Linked DNA regions of Pan troglodytes: region 2 is linked to region 1. A link is a contact called in public Hi-C data. All regions are on one chromosome and are shown on one strand. Each heading gives the region's core, a stretch centred on a gene start, on an enhancer-like site or on the middle of the called end of the contact. The rest is flanking DNA. Distances are from core to core; before and after follow the strand shown. Region 1 holds the start of CACNA1D (calcium voltage-gated channel subunit alpha1 D). Region 2 overlaps CACNA1D (calcium voltage-gated channel subunit alpha1 D).

Region 1 (3,639 bases), core at 1,057-3,556:
CAGTGGGGTTAGTACTCCTTCACATCATGTCTTCACAAAGGGTCTTTTAGTGCATTTCTTCTGACAAAACTGAGGTCATTCCCACATTTACTCCGCATCTCTGATTTGTAAAACCCATCTATCTCTAATGAGTAACAGATACATACAACGGCTTTTCTCTAACATAACTACCACCATCACCAAGGGGGAAAAAAAAGGCAATACCAATAATTCAATAGTCTTAATCATTTTCAGAGTGTTACTCCAACATCTTTCCACAGCCACAAATGCATTTTTTTTCAGTACCAAAAAAAAATCTTCCATAGGCACCCAGGCAATACCAAAAACCCCATAACAAATATCTAGATTATGCACTGACACTTCCTGCAAATGAAAATTCATGATGCTTGGGACTCATTTCCTCCACAGGCTTCCGAAAACAGAAAACATCTTTAGGGCTTTTTTGCATTTTAAATTGCAGCAGCATCAGCCAAGCCAGCATCCAGAGAGACAGACAAGGCAGTCAGCCTGCACCCCTACACCTAGGATAGACTGACTGGATTATGCCAGGGGCCTCCAGGCCTAAGAGGGAATTATTTCCGTGTAGGTTGGTATCCAGGTGCACACAAGGCAGAAACCCAAGGAGGCTCCCTATGCGAAGCCCCCGCCAGCTTTGGGTCAGGCCATCTCCCAGGCAGATCTCCCAGGCACCTGCCGCCTTCCGCCACAGTCTCCTCACTGAAGCAGAAGTGAGAGAGGTGACAGCAAGGTAGAGAGATGGGCGTTTGCAAAGCCAATTATTGCTAAGTAAAGAGTCAAAGCAAGCACGGGTCTGAAAGCCTGAGAAGGGGGCAAAGCGGGCGAGCGGCGGGCAATCGGAGCGGGGGACGAGTCGAGTCATGTCAAGCTTCTCCCTAGGGGAGCGCTCACCCGGAAAGGCTTCCAGCCGACAGGGGTTGGGGGGCACTGGCGGTCTCCAAAGGGGAGGGCTGGCCAGGAGCTGCTCCATCCTCCCTCGACCCAGCCCCGGCCGGCGTGGAAGCTGCACGTGGTGCCCGGGCCAGAGCTGGGGAGGGGAGCCCCACAGCGGCAGCGGCTCCCCGGGCATTGCTAGGTTACCGACGTGTGCACAGCCGGCGACGGGAGCGGGAACGCACGCTCCACCCGAACCCCTTTCCCCGATACCGAGGCCGGGCCTCCCCCGCGAGGGGATGGGTGTGCTTCACCCACCGGCGCGGAGGGCGAAACCGGGCAATCCTAGAATTTTCCGGATGCCACCAGGGACCTTCTTCCTAGTCAACGAGGGGGCGGGGGAGGAGTGGAAGGCGAGAAGAGGCTGGCAAGGGGGCTCCGGCTGAAGACTTGCGGCCCTCCTGCCATCGCTCGGGGGCGTTGAAGGAAAGTTGAGCCCGAGGACGCTGAACCCGAATCACCTCGACTCGCCGCCCCTCCGGCTGCACCGCGCTCCACACACTCCACGGCCGCCCCCACCCCACAAATGCAGAATTAACTCTGACATTCAGGGCCTGGAGGGGAGCGCGGAGTGGCTGTCACGCATGTCCCCTCTCTGTGTAGACGACACCGAGCTGGCAGCACCCTCTCCAACCCCCTCAACCCATCCAGCGCCGCGGGGAAGGGGGAGGGGGCTGGAGGACCATGACAGGATCGGATTTGGCAGCGGGTGCCCGGGCTCTGGCTGCTCACCGTTCGCGTGGTCCGCTTGCTGCTGCCGTTGATGCTGCATTTTTTTCATCATCATCATCATCATCATCCACGAACATTTATTGAGCGACTACTGTGTGCAGGGCACTGTGCTGGGCGTTGGGGCGGGGGCGGAATGGGGAAGGGGATCACCAATAGGTAGGAGCCGCGGTCCCTGCCCTTATTCTCGCTTCAGCAGGGGGGTGGGGAGGGACGGGGACAAATAACAGAAAATAAGGATAATTGATTTAAAAAAAACACCGCTCGCCGCCCAAGCTCTCTCTTTTTCAAAAATGGAGCAAAATAAACTTTTTAAAAAAATAAAATCCAATGTATATATTATCTTAATAATATATACATGTAATTTTTTGCTGCAAAGGAGAACTGGCTTGTCCCCTCCTCTAGCGGAGAGACGCCGCGGTGATGCCGGCCCGGCCGCCGGGGCCGCTCGGCGCGCCCCCCATGCCCGCCCGTCTGCCCGCCCGCCGCGGTGCCCGGTGCCCGCCGCCGCCGCCCGCGCCGCCGCTGGCTCGGGACCGCGGGCAGCCGGAGCTCACATCCGGGGACGGAGGCGCTCGCCCGCCCGCTCGCTCCGCGCCCGCCGCGCCGCGCCGCACGCCGGCTTCGCCCTGGCGACGCTGCGCGCCCGCCGCCGTCCCCCGCCCTCCGCCCGCCCCGAGCCGCCCACGGCCCGCGCCGCGCCGCGCCCCGGCGGGTCTGCAGCCCGGCGCGCGGTTCTGCCCGGCACCGCTTGCGCGCTCGGGGTGGCCGCCGCGTGGGACTCGGGGTGCCGCCACCCTAGCCTGGCCCGGCTGACCTGCGGGCTCCAAAGGGTTAAGCGCGCTCCAGCCGCGGGCTGCCCGGTTAACCCCCTCCGCGCCGCACGGTGCGCTCTCCCCCCGGGACCCGGAGGAGGCAGGCGGCGCCAGTGTCTCCCGCGGCGCTGGGGTGCGGATGAACCGCTCCTCCCCGCGCATTTCTGGGCTGGGGGACAGCTCGGGCTCCCGCGCCGGCCCCGACTCCGCGCCGGCCTCCCTCTACGCACACCTGGAGGAGGCCCCGCCCCCTGGGAGCACAGGTGCTAGCGGGCGGTAGCTGCTGCGGTCTCCGAGCTCATCCTCGTCAAGGCTCGGCCCGGCTCCCTGGCTGCTCCGGAGCGGGGCAGGCGCCCCCTGCTTTTCTCCGGCCCTTTCTGGAATCGGGGGGGTTGGGGTAGCCCGGGTCTGTAGAGAGCACTCACTACCCCAGGTAACTGCCTGCAGCTGGAACCGCGAATCCAGGGCGCCCCCCATCTTCTCCCCTGCCCTGCGCCTGGCCTGGCGTCGCGGAAGGCAACGGGGATGGGGGGCAATATCTCCCCCCACCCCACCCCGCCCCCACGTGTGTTTGGAGGCAGGTACAGGGAAGTCAAAGCCAAGGTCTTTCAAACCGCTCGTGTTGCTCAAGGAAATAGACGGTGCTGCTGAAACTGTTGCCTCCAGTCTGGGAGCTGAAGGGAGTAGTTTATTTTTTGATACCTTCGCTGGCTTGGATTTAGGGTGGGGGAGATTTGCAAACGGCAGCTCCTGTCTAAAGGGGAAAATACTTTATCTAGTGGATGACTGATATTTTTCATTTAGCTTTGTGCTGGCTGTTAGGAGAAGGGCGTCTGCTTTGTTACTTCACAGGATTCGATTTATTTGCTTTTGTTCCTATCTGCATGTTCCTACGGCGTTTTAGAACGTTTCAGAACAGTGACTTTAAAGCAAAAATAAAGTAAAAGCTCAGCGTGAATTAAGAAAAATAAGTGTTTATGGGAAGGTGCTCCTTACCCAAAGAGAACACACTAGTCATCCTCAATTGTTGGGGGGCACCTGGGCAGAGACACTGGGGACCAGACAGAAGACTCTCCAGAGGCCTCCCTGAGTGGGTGTCTGGTCCGTGAGGATGAAAACAACCAGGCTCTTGTCCTTTTTTGTG
Region 2 (3,362 bases), core at 199-2,698, 210 kb before region 1:
GCTTGAAAAAGCCCCCACCCCCAACCTCTGCCGCCCAGGGCTGCTCCTCCCATGGAGCCTTCCTCACATCGCCCCAGCCTGCCCACTCCCACCAGCCAGAATCATCGCGCCCTCCTGGGCTCACACAGCAGAGTGCTGGGCCTTAACAATGGGATCAGCTTCTCACACTAAGCCACTCCTTCTCCATCTTCCCCTCATGGCAAGTTCTCTGAAAGGCAGAGTCATTGATTTCTGTCATCATCAGGTTTTTACAGTGATAGGTCATAGGAAATGCTGGGCTGAGATAAAATGGTTAACCCTCAAGATATCACCTTAAATCCAATGAAAACCCTTAATCCTCAAATCATAGGCCCTATAAACAACTCTACCACGACTAATGTTAGCAACACTAGAACACGAATCCTTGTCTACTTCTAGAGGAGGAGAAATAAACACAGGAAAGGCCACTGGCCTGTAAGAAGGCCTCACTCAGCTCCCTGGGGGACACAGCTAAACTAGCAAAGAAAGATACTCTGCTGAGAAAAAGGGGCCATACCTCCTCTCGTTTACAAATAACATGTTGGGTTTAGGGGAGATGAGGCAGATCAGCATCTGAGTTACAGTTTGCAAGTGAAGGGGAAAAGAGCGGTGCAGGCATCTCCAAGCTGCACCTACATGGCCTGTTGCCATACTGCAGGTGCAGAAGCTCCACGAAAGCCATGGGGTTCACGTTGGCTCAACTGCCAAGGGGAGAGCTGTGCAGAGGACAGGCAGACACTCTTACATCTGATCACTTCATAGGCACATCGCTGAGTCTGAGACTCACATGAATGTCTATTTATAAACTCTGAACTTGCATTCAGCAAACAGTTAGCTCTAGAAACCCTCCCTCAGTCTTCTGATCCTCAGGTGCTGAAGTCCCGGCCCCTTCCTGAGCCTGGCAAGAAGCAGGGAGGGAGAGAAGAGAGGCCTGACCCTGCCCACTCCCAGTCAGCACACTGGTTTGCACCAGCCAGGGCATCTGAGATCACGGAACACACTCCCTCCCCATGGAGGCACAGAGCCCAGGCTTGAAGAAAGGTAAGGGCCCTCTCAGTCAAGAAGCCCCTCCACCAGGGGTCTCTCAGCCCCCACTTACACACTCCACAACCTCCAGAAGAGGCACAATTGCACCTCACCCACCCTTCCTATGGCAGCTCACCCCGACCTTCATACCCTCTGTGCTCCAGCTGAAGGGCCCACTGCTTCCTCCCGGAAACCTGGCCTTTGTCCACCTCCACGCCTCCCTCACGCTAGTCCCCTGGGTCAGGGTGCTTCTTCTGACACTGAATGGTCACACCTGCAATCCATCCATCCTTCAGGGCCCAGGCCAAATACTCCCTCCAGCCCTGTCCTCGATCCCTCGTCGGCGGTGCCTGCCCTCTATGTGTGCCCTGCAGCTCTGCTCCCCAGGGCTGCATTTAGTGTGACAGGCCTGTCTCTCCCTAGGAGGCAGCACTCCACATCCTCTCCAGCTCCGGGTTTCCCCTGTACCCAGCAACAGGCCTTGCTGAGAGCAAAACATCCAAGGCACTCTGCTCAAGCAGGGACTTGCTCGGCCATCTTCTACAACGTAGGGCCGGCTTCGGGTCCCCAGGCCTCTCAATGGACATGTGCCCTTGAAGTATGTTCTTGGTCCTTCCTATCCAACTCTTCTAGATTTGAAGCAAGTCACAGACATCTCAGTCAAATGCATTGCTGGATTCCAGTTTCCACTCTGACCCAAGGCACAAAGGGCCCCAGAGAGAATAAGAGCGCATCTGTGGGAAAAGTATGCAGTGAAAGAGACACCGTGGTTGACAATGGCAATTAATGTCAGTGATGGACTGAGTTCTCAGGCCTTGCCTCCTGCAGAAGGTGCTCTAGGGTGCTTAGTGTCACAGTGTGGGGTGTCGATGGGTGACAGCAAAGCAGCTGTCACTGACTCACATGCCCCTTAACACCTGCCTAGAATGGTGAGCCGGTTTCCTCCCAGCCCCTGATGGGCTAAGCATATGGCTTCATATGAATAGCACATGTAGGAGCCATGTCAGGTGGCCTAAGAGTAAGAGTCAAGAGGAACCCTGCACTTCAAATTCTTGTCCAATAACACTGTTCACTCTGAGGTGAGGGAAACCACAGCTTCTTCTCCTGTGGTACAAGAATATGTGTCTCATCACCCCTGTGCCCGCACAGAAATGCGCTTACTGAATTTCCCAGGCCAACAGTGGGTCCGTTTGACCTTCCTTGGCTATAAAGCCACCTTACCAAATACGACTCTAAACCCCAAACCTCAGGCAGAAATCCAGAGTCAGCACCAATGCACCTGTTCTCTCCGTGATGTGTGCAGGCAGAAGGGACCAGATGGCTGGGAGGAGGCTGTCCCACTCACAGCCTGGGTCAGAGTCGAGGAAGGCCTGCTGCTAGGCGTCTGAACCGCACACTGGGTCTGTCTAGCCAGGGGCAGGAAAGGCGCTACATACTATTTCGTTTGCCTTCCTCTCCTCCTTCTTCCTCATTCTCCGGATCGATGTCCTCAGCTTGGGTGATCCAATCCAAGTAGCCCTTTAGATCCTCCTCCAGCTGCTGCTTCTCCCGGAGCTTCTGGAAATCTCCCCGTGCTTTTGCCTTCTCTCTTTCCTTTGAGAATTCTCTGAAGGAGGCAAAGAGGACAAGCACATATCAGGACATCCTTGGGGACCTGCATCCTGAGCCACTGCCCTGCTGCACAACAGTCTTGTGGGCAGGACACACAGCACTGAGTATAGTCACATGAGCACAGCAATGGAGCCACACACTTGGACAGGACAGAAGACAGTGTCTTCCAAAGCAAGACTGTGGGGGTCGGAGTCGCAGAGCCCACACCAACACACATGCATCATTTCTTAGAAAATGAACTCCCCTCGATGACAGCGATCTCAAGGGGCCTAGGCCCAAAACACCATGTGCTGTCATGGCAGGCCTCTGACACCCCCCAACAAGGGGCCTGAACTCAGAGACGCCCCACTTTCCCCAGAGCCTCCTCAAAGACGAGGGACCCAAATGGGCCAAGCTGTGGTCAAAGAGTACCAAGTTTAGAACTTCTTCAATGCTTTTGGACAAACTTTGCATTAATATTGTGTGCTACCCCTTTTGTCCAAACCAAGAGCTCTGAGCAGGCAGCAGTCCTTGCTGGTGCCCACACTAGGCTCCTCTACCCATCACCCGCAGGTTCGGGCCAGAGCAGTGCATGGAGTCAGGGCAATCCCCACCCCCTCCACAACCCAGTTCTCCCTTCCCAGATGGGAACTCGAGCACTGATGAAGCATTACTGTTTTTCTTAACCCCTGCTACTTGTCATGGTCTTCCCCAAAAGTCTTCCCTGC

What was found. A called contact is a pair of places that touch in the nucleus more often than the background predicts.
Region 2: a contact with region 1 is called in a Hi-C map of induced pluripotent stem cells, with 1.8 times the contacts expected there. The contact joins the enhancer-like site here to the promoter of CACNA1D in region 1. A contact is called at or near these places in 2 of 7 Hi-C or Micro-C datasets (induced pluripotent stem cells and stem cell-derived neural progenitor cells) and 1 of 1 datasets of contacts at active chromatin or transcription factors (stem cell-derived excitatory neurons).

What each region holds. Positions count from the first base shown.
Region 1 is chr2:57,534,665-57,538,303 of NHGRI_mPanTro3-v2.0_pri, reverse strand. It overlaps CACNA1D (calcium voltage-gated channel subunit alpha1 D), which reads right to left and starts at 2,306. Exons shown (of 46, transcript XM_016941303.2): 1 at 1,684-2,306. The coding sequence starts at 1,750.
Region 2 is chr2:57,743,202-57,746,563 of NHGRI_mPanTro3-v2.0_pri, reverse strand. It overlaps CACNA1D (calcium voltage-gated channel subunit alpha1 D), which reads right to left. Exons shown (of 46, transcript XM_016941303.2): 9 at 2,481-2,650. Among named protein-coding and RNA genes, the nearest start is that of IL17RB, 140 kb to the left of the region's middle. Within about 2 kb of position 1,448, at least 5 of the 24 cell types and tissues checked have an H3K27ac peak or open chromatin away from gene starts, as enhancers often do. A contact at or near this core is called in induced pluripotent stem cells, where this site is marked.